3 separate regions of the Muntiacus reevesi genome follow, and regions 2 and 3 are each linked to region 1. The links are chromatin contacts, called in public Hi-C maps. All regions are on one chromosome and are shown on one strand. Each heading gives the region's core, a stretch centred on a gene start, on an enhancer-like site or on the middle of the called end of the contact. The rest is flanking DNA. Distances are from core to core; before and after follow the strand shown.

Region 1 (3,769 bases), core at 1,244-3,743:
AATTCCCCTTCCTCCTTGCCCTCTCACTGAACTAGCCTCATAATCCTTCAGTATGAACCAATTATACATCTGGAATCTCACCAGCATTGTCCAGTTGTGAAAATGAACACAAAATACTAGGCAATGACCTTGCAGCATTATCTCATTTACTACCTCTGCAGGACAGGAATTATTATTATCCTCATTAACCAGATAAAAAAAGCTGAGATTTAGTTCTTTGTCAGTGGTAGATTTGAAGAGTATCTCAGGGGGGAGTAGATTTTTTTTATGCCTTACTTATTTGTCAGCTAAGAGTAGTTGTTGACATTTTATGATGTCAGTGTCTTTTTGATGCCCTATCTATCTTGATTAAATTATCACTTTATTTGATCCAGATTTTTTGAAGCCCAGGAGAAGAATGACAATAGAAACCAAAAGTGTTTGTTTTCCTTAAATCGCTGAAGGTGACAAAATCTGAAAAAGAAAATGAAGGTGAAGTCCCAAGTTTCTAACTGAGCTCTAGGTGGCAGGTTTGTTTACATCCTCTCATTATTATTGTCACTAGAATAGAAAGTTCATTGACTCTTGCTTTATGAGTTAGTTTTGTCCACTGAGCCCTGGTGGTTCAGAGGGTAAAGCGCCTGCCTGAAACGCAGTAGATTCAGGTTTGATCCCTGGGTCAGGAAGATCCCCTGGAGAAGGAAGTGCCAGCCCACTACACTACTCTTGCCTGGAAAATCCCATGGACGGAGGAGCCTGGTAGGCTACAGTCTGTGGGGTCACAAAGAGTTAAGACACGACTGAGCAACTTCATTTTCTTTCTTTCTTTCTTTCTTTATCCACTTAGCTCTAAGAGAATGCCAGAAACTGTCTCTTCCATTTTAGTTCTGGAGATGATGTTCAGGTTTTTGGTGTTTTTTTTGTTTGTTTGTTTGTTTGTCTGTTTGTTTTAGTAATCCAATTATATTGTAGGTTTTTGTGGTCATGCTTCAGTGCATGTATGATCTTAGTTCCTGACCAGGGATCCAACCCATGCCCCCTGCAGTGGAAGGGTGGAGTCTTAATCAGTAGACTGCCACGGAAGTTCCTCAGGTTTTTTAAAGATATGCTGTCTCTAAGTTGAGAGATGGGAGAAACCACGTTCTAATGTTTTCCTTCACTGATCTGTGAGCACCACCTTCCCAAAGCCCTGCCGACTACTACATGGTTTGTCAGCAATCCTTTGGGTGTTTTCCAAAGTGCACTCCAATTCAGTTAGAGTCAGCAGTGAGATAAAGCCCACAGCAGGGCTTAGCAGGGAATGCAGAGATGGGTGGGGATATGGTTCCAGCTCTTCCTGACCCAGACTTGCTATGACTGACTTCTAGATAGTGCTCTTCAGGGTCTTCATCTGCACGAGCAAGAAATGGACTTCTCTTGCTCTTCAGAGTGGCCTGTGGGCCAGACCAACATCATCATCATCATCATCTCCTGGAAGAACCCAGTGCCGCCAGACCCTAGACCTTATGAATCAGAATCAGCACGTTAACAAGATTCCTAGAGGGTTCACATGCACATCAAAATTGGGTAAGAACTGGGTTCTAAAATACACAATAACAACCCTCATTCTCCCTTCAATATCTGCCCCAGGAATGGACAAAATATTGAGGAGACTTGGGTTTGATGCCTAACCGAATATATTTCAGCTATGATTTGGGCAAGCTGCTTGCTCTCGGAGCATCACAACAATAAGGTGGTTCTCCTGATTAATGAGAATGGAGTTAAAATCCCCAACACCCACATAACTCTAATCCGACTTCTCTAAAGTGAGGAGCAAAAGTCAGGCCGCAAAGAGTGGAGCGGGGGTCACTGCTTTCACTTTAATTTTTTTTTCACTTTATTTTAATTTATAGGAAAATTTAAATACAATTCTAGCTGGAAGTTTTAAACGCTTTTTTAAAAGCTCTTTGAAAACAACATCCTTTGGCTTTCCTTGCAACTTTTTCCATTCCAAAATGCCATCCACGCAGGAACTCTTCTCACCAATTCACAGCTTTGGAAGACCAAGTAAACACAAAGCTCTTTAGTTGCCAGGCGTGACAGCGGTGAAGCCACACCCTACAACACTAGGCCGAAAATTAGCGCCAGGAAGCAACGCCACCTAGCGCTGCAGGAACACCCTTCACCCAAGTCTCCGCCTCCTCCTGACGAAATTAACCGGAGGCGTGGCTCCCACCGCAAATATGTCCGGCCACTTTTTTCCGAGTCTCCTAGTTGTACCCCGAACACTAAAAATCGATGCACAAATTTAGAAGGTACCATTCGTTTAATCGAATCGCTTTATCCAACTTTGAGATATTCTGAGGAATATATATTGAAAATTAAGTTATGAGGCCACTTTTTGCATTTACTTTCTATCGTAGTAGCAAATGTGAGATATATAAGTGGAGATTTGAGGCAAATTATTGTTTCCCTGCGACTTCGGGCCTTAACCACTTGAGCTCGCACATACGTCACTTCCGGAGATAGCGCTCCTGAACACCCAGAAAACTGGCGTGACTCTTGCTTGCTGCTTTTCGTCGGTCTACTGGACAAGCATGGGTCGGAGGAGAGCGCCAGAGGGTGGGACCCTTGGCCGGACTCTTATACGCCAGCAAGTTCAACGGAGCCGTAGCCACCGCCACACTGACTCCTGGGTAAAAACGTTGTCTTTCTCAGTCTTTCTGCCTAGTTGTGAGTCTGAACGCAGCGAAATTTACGGTCAGGGTTCTCAGGGAAATATTCCAAAGGAAATGATGCCAAAATAGGGTTTCTAGGAATGAATACAATCGCCCCCGATAACGGCGGGGATCCGTTCTAGGCCCACCCCCATCCCCTCTCGGATACTGAAATGCGCAAATGCTCAAGACCGTTAGAATCGCCCAGGCCGAGAAACAGGCCCTCCTAGCAAGACACAGGGCCCAGAGGTGGAGGCTAATGTGATGAGGTCGGAGTGAGATCTTGAAAACCAGGGCTAAAGTTTTATATTTATCCTGTAGGCCGTGGAAGCATTTGGAAGTTTCTGTACAGGAATGACACAAAAACGACTTCTTGTTGTATTCGTTTGTCTAAAGAATTGATCCTCCAAGAGCCTCTGGTTGGTAGCAGAAGTACAAAATAACTCAGATTCGTGCTTCACTTTTTTTTTATTCCCTAGTGGTATTACTCAGAGCTGGACAGCATTTCTCCAAAGTTTGGCGAGCCTAGTAGCTTCCTGTGTCTGGAAACGGTCATAGTTTTAGGATCTTTGAAGAGCAGATGAAGTGGTTTGATTGATTTGTAATTGTCATTTTGACATTCATTCCTCGAAGTGTTTGAGAATTCACAAGTTCTCAGTAAAGAACTAGATTCTAATCCTTACCCTGATTTTTGCTGATTCCGTGGCCTTTGGGCAAACCACCTAGCCTTTTAATCTTCAGTTATTTTCATTTGTTTGTACCTGTACAGAGCATGTAGATTAGGATGGTGTTTATCTTATAAAACTGAAGTGTGTCTGGAATCAGTTCAGTAAGTGGCAACTAGCAAAGCTTTTCATCCCACAGAATAAAACTCAAGAAAATACCACGTTGTGTGAAATGTAATAAAGGTAACTTTCAGGATTCTTTTGTTTTCACTTTACTTTATCGAATGATACACAACATCTCAGTATCTCACAGCATTTGAGTCACTGTGTGAAATGTATTTCTTACTGTGGGTGTCTGTCTAAAAAAGTTGACCAACAGTGACTGCCAGAACCAGAGTATATGGTATATGAGTTTAGATTCAAATACCT
Region 2 (3,869 bases), core at 461-2,960, 540 kb before region 1:
TCTTTATTTTTTAATTTAAAAGTTAAAAAAAATTATCTATTTTTAGCTGCACTGGGTTTTCACTGATGTGTGTAGGGTTTCTGTAGTTGTGGGCGAGTGGCTTCTCATTGTGGTGGCTTCTCTTGTTGCAGAGCCCAAGCTGTAGGCACTTGGATTCAGTAGTTGCGGCCTGTGGGCTCTAGAGTGCTGGCTCAGTAGTGGCGCACAGGCTTACCTGTCAGGCGCCGTATGGGATCCTCGACCAGGGATTGAAACCGTGTCCCCTGCACTGGCAGGCAGACTCAACCACTGGATCACCAGAGAATTCCCAACAGCATCTTTATTTTAGTTTCACTTTCCTGATGAACATTTGATTTTAATATCTTGTCATCATAAACCTAGCTCTGCATTATCCTTGTGGCTAAATATTTGAGTACATTTTTCCTTATTCCCTTATGAAAATGATGGTTCACAATGGGTGGGTGTATTTCTGATGCTCATTCAGTGAGTCAAGCACCATCAGTTACTGGAGTTATTATGGTTAAAGAAAGACACATTGCCTGCTCTCTTGAAGTCTTGCCTTCTTGTAGCAGAGAAAGATGGAACTGAGTAGTTCTTAGGTGGCCCTTATGGGATCCTTGAGGATGGTGCCTCATCTGGACACTGCAAGGGCTGGTGTTTAGAGACCACTCCTTGAGGCAGGGACCCCCAAGCCAAGGTCTGAAGCAGGAGAGGTTGACTGTGTGAAGGGCACTGCTTTTCAAACTTTGGCTTGCAGAAGAATCACCATCGAGGCCCAGGCTTTTTGAAGGTGATAGGGCCTGAGCCCTTGTGTTTTATCAAGCTCCCCAGTGCTGCTGCAGCTGCTAAGTCGCTTCAGTCATGTCTGACTCTGTGCGACCCCAGCTCGTACCAATAAAAATTTGAGAACCACTGTTCTATGGATAGGAGAAAGAACTGAAAGTTCTTAGATTTTAGTGTTGCCAGAATGCCCTTCAGGAAAGTTGTGCCAGTACAGGCAACCTCATCTGCTGTAGAAGAGTGTCTGTTTCTCTGTCAAACCTGTCACTGTGTGACCTGAGCAAGTGACCTCAGTCACGCCTCAGTTAAGAATGCAGTAAGTCTCTTTTAAAGTGTTAAAAGTCTGTTAAAAAAATCACAAGCTTCCTGGGGAGCTCTGAACTACCCAAAGTTGGTGGCAGGTGGCCCCCCTGGTGGCCACGTCCTTTAGGTTGCCTCTGGTCGGCCTCAGAGATACCAAGTGAGGTGAGCAAGTGATTCACACCTCGGGTGTCAATCCTACTTCATCGAGAATGGGAAAGGAGTTGCTAGTTTAAATTCTTCAGCCCTAGATAGTCTCCAAGGTGTGAAAGGAGTCGGGGAGAGGACTTAAAGCCTTCAAGAAATTAGGAGGAAAATGTATATAAATAGAGAAAAAAATTTTGTGCGTCCAGTTTAGTCTTTTTGCTTCCGAAGGCTTAGCTTCGGTTTCTAGCGCCTGGGGCTGTGCACTTAACGAGGGCCATTTTCCACAGACCGTACAGCCTGCTGACTTGCGTGTCCAAGTCCTCACCGCCCCCTTCGAACACGCTGGAGGGACTCCCGCGGGCTCAGGGACCAACCCCGCTGTAATCCTTCTGCGCTTAGGACCCGGTGGCTGCCAGGCAGCCTGGCCCCGCCTCTCCGCGCCTCAGCGCCCGCAGATTGGCAGCTCGGCTCCGCCCCCGCCATGGCTGCCGCCTGCTGCCGGGGCTGCTAACTTGCTGCCGGGGTACTGGTCCCTGCAGCAACTCCCCGGCTGATCTGTCCGCGGGCGGGTGGCGCATGGGTCTCCTCCGAGGCGGGCCCCCGTGCGCTCGCGCCATGGCGCGTCTGGGCGCTGTGCGCTCCCACTACTGCGCGCTGCTGCTGGCCGCGGCGCTGGCCGTCTGTGCCTTCTATTACCTGGGCTCTGGCCGGGAGACCTTCTCCAGCGCCACCAAGAGGCTGAAGGAGGCCCGCGCCGGGGCCCCTGCTGCGCCCTCGCCGCCGGTGCTGGAGCTGGCGCGGGGATCCTTGGCGCCGGCCCCGGGCGCTAAGGCCAAGAGCTTGGAGGGCGGCGGGGCCGGGCCGGTGGACTACCACCTGCTGATGATGTTCACCAAGGCCGAACACAATGCCGCGTTGCAGGCCAAGGCCCGCGTCGCCCTCGGCTCCCTGCTGCGCCTCGCTAAGTTCGAGGCGCACGAGGTGCTTAACCTGCACTTCGTAAGCGAGGAGGCCAGCCGCGAGGTGGCCAAGGCCCTGCTGCGGGAGCTGCTGCCGCCCGCCGCCGGCTTCAAATGCAAGGTGAGCGGGACCCCAGCTAAAGGTTCCGGGTCGGTGACTCGGTCATTGTGGGGCCCGGCCTGGATCCAGGGGTCAGGAGGGAGGTGTCTTAGTTACGATGCCCACTGCCAATGCCAGCAGAAGACTAACCCGTACCCTCCCGAATTGTGCGTTCATAGCACGCTGCAGGCATGGTCGGGGCGGAGGGGGGCGGGGGGGCGTGTCTTGGAGCCTCTGTTGGCTGACTTCCTTGATCCGAGCTTCTCTTTACCTGCAGCCCCCTGGAGAATCGCCGCGCCCCCTCTTTCCTGGCGTGGTTGATTTCAGCAGTCAGTGCCTTAGTCGGCCCCTCTTTTTATTCTTCTCAGTCTTTGACTTTTGAGGATGGAGCAGGTCACCTGAAGGTGCAGCTTCTGCTGGACAAGGTCTTAGGCCGCTTGAGTTGTTCAGATTACAGTGACATTTCTCACAGCTGTAAGGATTTCAGTTGAAACTGGTCCAGCCCACACCAGCCCATGTGAACCATTTCATCTCCTCAGCGTGCCTCCGTCTTCCCTTCTCTTCAGGGTCATGAACCCATTTAGAGAAGCAGCGGGTTCCTCCCAGCAAGAAAGTGCCCCAAGAGGTAAGGATGTAGGATCTGGAGAGGGCAGAGCAGAGCTGGTCGTCTTGTTCCAGGCTGGACTGCCTGGCTCTGCTTGTGAGAGATTGTATTCTTGTCCGTCAGCTCAGTCATCAGTCGTGTCCTGCTCTTTGTGACCGCATGGACTGCAGCACATCAGGCTTCCCTGTCCATCACCAACTCCCAGAGCCTACTCAAACTCATGTCCATACGGTTGGTGATGCCATCCAACCATCTCATCCGCTGTGGTCCCCTTCTCCTCCCACCTTCAATCTTTCCCAGCATCAGGGTCTTTTCCAATGAGTCGGTGCTTTGTATCAGGTGGCCAAAGTATTGGAGTACTTCAGCTTCAGCATCAGTCCTTCCAATGAATATTCAGGACTGATTTCCTTTAAGATGGACTGGTTGGATCTCCTTGCAGTTCACGCTTAGTGTTAATGGCCTCAATTAAATTACATGTCTCCTTTTGACCTAATAGTTGCCCAGAGGGAATCTAAGGTGTGATTTTGGGATAGAAATAGTGTGCACTAAGTCACTCCAGTCATGTCCGGCTCTAAGCGACCCAATGGACTGTAGCCCACGAGGCTCCTCCGTCCATGGGATTTTCCAGGCAAGAGTACTGGAGTGGGCTGCCATTTCAAGGATGGAAGCTGGTGGTGGGGGAGGGCCGGTAAGATTAGAGTAGTGTACCACGTGTTGTGCTGGGTGAGTGACTAAGGGGAGCAATGCTGGCCTCCTGCATGGTTCAGGGGCCTGTTGTTGTTGTTTTTGGCCACACTGCACAGCCTGTGGGATCTGAGTTCCCCAACCTGTGTCCCTTGCAGTGGAAGTTCAGTCTTAACCACTGGACCTCCAGGGAACTCCCTTTTTTGTTGTTGTTGTCTACAGAATCAAGTCCTCATTTCTTGGCAGGGCTGTCTGTTGTGGGGCCGGGCTCTTCAGCCAACCTCCTTGTCCTTCC
Region 3 (3,623 bases), core at 849-3,348, 740 kb before region 1:
TTTAAAAACGGCAAAGGGTGATGGGAAAAAGCCTGGTGATGAGGGAGCTGGGGATGAAATATAGGAGCAGAACGGGAGGAGTATTTACAGCTGCCATAACAAAGTACCACATACTGGGTTGGTTTTAAACAACAGAAATTTAATATATCACAGTCTGGAGACTAAAAGCCCTAAATCAAGGTGTCAGCAGGGCTGGTTCCTTCTGTGAACTCTAAAGGAGAATTTTCTCCATGCTTCTGCTAGCTTTGGGAAGCCCCAGGTGGCCCTAGCTTGTTGATGCATCACTCCAGTCCTTTGTCTTCACAAGGCTTTCTGCCTATAAGGACACCAGACATACTGGATTAGGGGTTCACCCTACTTCAGTACAACCGCATATTAACTAGTTACATCTGCAGTGACTGTATTTCCAAATAAGTTTAGATTCTGAAGTACTGGAGGTTAGGATTTCAATATAACTTATTTTTGAAGTGAAGTGTTAGTCACTCAGTCGTGTCCAACTCTTTATGACCCCATGGACTGGTGGTGGTTTAGTGGCTAAGTTGTGTCTGACTCTTGCAATCCCATGAACTGTGCCTGTCAGGCTCCTCTGTCCATGGGATTCTCCAGGCAAGAATACTGGAGTGGGTTGCCATTTCCTTCTCCAGGGGATCTTCCCAACCCAGGAATCAAACCTGGGTCTCCTGCATTGCAGGTAGATGACTTACCAACTGAGCTATGGGGGAAGCCCATGGAGTAGAGCCTGGCAGACTTCTTTGTGCATGGAATTCTCAAGCAAGAACACTGGAGTGGATAGCCTTTTCCTTCTCGAGGAAATTGTCCCGACCCTGGGATCAAACCTGGGTCTCCCGCATTGCAGGCAGATTCTTTACTGTCTGAGCCACCAGGGAAGCCCTAACATTTTTAGGGTGACATAATTTAACCCATAACAGGCGGCAACTTGCTTAACCTGAGCCCTCTGCCTTTCCCACCTGTACAACTCTAGTGCTGGCGCTGCAAGGAGGAGCCTGTGTAGCTGGAGTGGATACCACCCGCTCCACCGGCCTGAGCTTAATTTTAGATACACCCGAGTCCTAAGAGTGTCCCCAGGGCTTTAAACTCCTGCCTTTCCCTAGAACCCACTTCTCACAGCAGCCACTGCCAGGATCTACATGTATCCTGGCCCATTACAGGGTTGAGTTCTCTTTTTGTCTCTCATCCAAGTCATTCCTGGTATCTTTCACTCACACCCAGACAGAGATAAGGTGGGGAGACTGTGTGTGGGAGAGTTTTGTTTTTTTGGTTTTTTTTTTTTGTATTTCTCTTTTGAGACTCACCTTACAAAGACCTAGGCAGTCCCAGAATTTTTTGGCCTATTTCACCCAGTATTGGATGGCTCCTTACACTGAGTTCCCAAGATTTGGTGGGGGGAGAAAGATTCTAAACCTCCATTCTAGGAACTTCTGCCAGCGATCCCTTCCATGGGATTACCAACACAGAGGCAGAATGTGGTAAAATGGAGAAATATCAGACCAGAAGCAAAAGTCTGAATGAAGTTCTATGACCACACACTACAGATGGGTCTTGTGATAGTGGTGGTTAGGTCATTTCTCCCCTCTAGCCTTCAGCTTTTCCAAGGGTAAAAAATGTTAGACTATTTCAATGTTGATGTTCTATGACTTCATAAAAGTCAATATTCTATGATCCCACAATAGGTCTCTAAGGATCATTCCAATACTGACATTTCATGATTTTATAATGGAGAGTTAAGCTTTTTATGGTTGTTAAATGGAAGGAAAGAAAAGACACACTGCATTTCTCTGAAAGTCAGTTAATGTCTTTGGGGAATGATGTCACCTTTGAGCCTCAATTTTCAGATCTATAAAATACAGAACTAATAAGAACCTCATGAAGTGGTGGGAGCGACGGTGCTTGGAGAGATCTACAATTCGGAACAGAGTCAAACTGGAAACCTCTCCTGAGGTTCTGTCAAAACAGCTCTCAGAGCCCCAGCCGCGGTTGGCGCTAACTCACCAAGAGGGTTCGGGGAGGGGGCGGGGCGAGGAGGTTGGCATTGTTCTTGCCCCGCCCCCGCCCCGCCCTAGATATCGCGAGAGGGCGGGCCCGCTTGGCATTAGCGTCGGCGTCGTTCCGGCGCTAGGCCGGCTTCTCTCCGCGGGCCACGGTTAGGGTGCCGGTGGCCAAGGGCTCGCGGAGGGCCGCCAGCCACGCGGCGTCGGCTAGACCTCAGAGCATCCGAGTCGTTGTGTCGTGACAGCAACTCTGGTGGCTGTCTCCGCGACAGCAGGTGCGGCCGCTTCAGCCCCAGGCGGGCTCGGCGGCTGCCTGGCGAGTTTCTGCTCGCGCCCAGCCCTTTCCTTCCTGAACTCGGCGCCAAGCAGCGACGCTGAGCCGACCGCCGGAGCAGCAGGCAATGGCGGCCTCGACGGCCTCGCACCGGCCCATCAAGGGGATCCTGAAGAACAAGAGCTCTACGACTTCCTCTGTGGTGTCCTCGGCCGAACAGCCCGGCAAGAGTGTCGACGAAGAGCTGAGGTGAGAGCCGAGAGGCGGCCGCTCGCCCACCGGGTCAGCCTGGGAAGCCCCACCTTTCCCCCGTGCCGTTGCAGACCCCCAGCCGGACCAACCCCAGATCCTGAACCCGAGCGCGGCCGGCGGGCGGGGCGTTTGCGTAGTTGCGGCCCCTGCGCGGCTCAGGTCTCCCTCCGCCGGCCAGGCTTAGGGGTGGAGTGATTATAAAGAAGGCAGGAGCTATGACGTTTATTGTGTGTTTGTGTGTGTGTATTTAAGATATATACATATATAATAATTTTAAAACATACATCAGGATCTTTAAGCTTTTGGAGATTGGGAATATTAAGGAATCAAATTGAAGTTGTAAAGCTTCACCTGTTAAGCAATTATTACTTCACTTCGTATCCGAGTGTCTAAAATTCAATAATTAAAGTGTATTTTCCTGGGTTGGAAATCTTTTAAGATGCAGTTGTAGAGTAATAAGAGACTCCTCCGAAAAAGAGATTTCTCCATTTTGCTAATTGCCCTTCTTCCACGGTCATTCCTTTTTAGGTGAACATTATCGAAAGAAAAGCATCGTGCCACATTCACTCCCTTGGGTCCTGGTTTGTCATTATCTCTGCATTAAAAGAAACAGACATTTCCCCAGTCTGATCTATGTTTAATGGAAAGCTACTTATTGCTAATTATTTTTGAATCTGCAACAAGAATTTGAGCGCTTTCTACTCTTTGTTCCTCTTGAAAGATATATTTAAGCTGAGAACAGTTCAAAAAGTACCAAGTTAAAATGATGCCATGATAATTTAGTTGCTTTTGCATACTCGCAAATACATATGTGAAAAGATGTTGACCTATAGTATTGTATGTGATAGTAAATAATTGGTAACAACCCAAGGTCCATTAAGAAGGACTAGTGAAATAGTAATTATAGTACATTAGTATAATGGGAAAACAGACCAGCCTTTTAGAAGAATGAAATGGATGCTAATGACTCAGAGAAAGATACCCAAGGTGCAGTCCTCAATAGGAAAAAAAAAAAAGGTGGAAAACTGATAATATATAGTGTAAAATAAAACACTAGGTTAGAAGTCATAGAGGGGCTAGCATACAAG

What was found. A called contact is a pair of places that touch in the nucleus more often than the background predicts.
Region 2: a Hi-C map of blood shows a contact between it and region 1, with 4 times the contacts expected there. The contact joins the promoter of XXYLT1 here to the promoter of LSG1 in region 1. A contact is called at or near these places in 2 of 3 Hi-C or Micro-C datasets (blood and muscle).
Region 3: a Hi-C map of blood shows a contact between it and region 1, with 5 times the contacts expected there. The contact joins the promoter of PPP1R2 here to the promoter of LSG1 in region 1. A contact is called at or near these places in 2 of 3 Hi-C or Micro-C datasets (blood and muscle).

What each region holds. Positions count from the first base shown.
Region 1 is chr8:51,358,752-51,362,520 of mMunRee1.1, forward strand. It overlaps LSG1 (large 60S subunit nuclear export GTPase 1), which reads left to right and starts at 2,494. Exons shown (of 14, transcript XM_065942813.1): 1 at 2,494-2,654. The coding sequence starts at 2,556.
Region 2 is chr8:50,823,064-50,826,932 of mMunRee1.1, forward strand. It overlaps XXYLT1 (xyloside xylosyltransferase 1), which reads left to right and starts at 1,711. Exons shown (of 4, transcript XM_065943561.1): 1 at 1,711-2,307. The coding sequence starts at 1,804.
Region 3 is chr8:50,616,919-50,620,541 of mMunRee1.1, forward strand. It overlaps PPP1R2 (protein phosphatase 1 regulatory inhibitor subunit 2), which reads left to right and starts at 2,099. Exons shown (of 6, transcript XM_065942462.1): 1 at 2,099-2,532. The coding sequence starts at 2,411.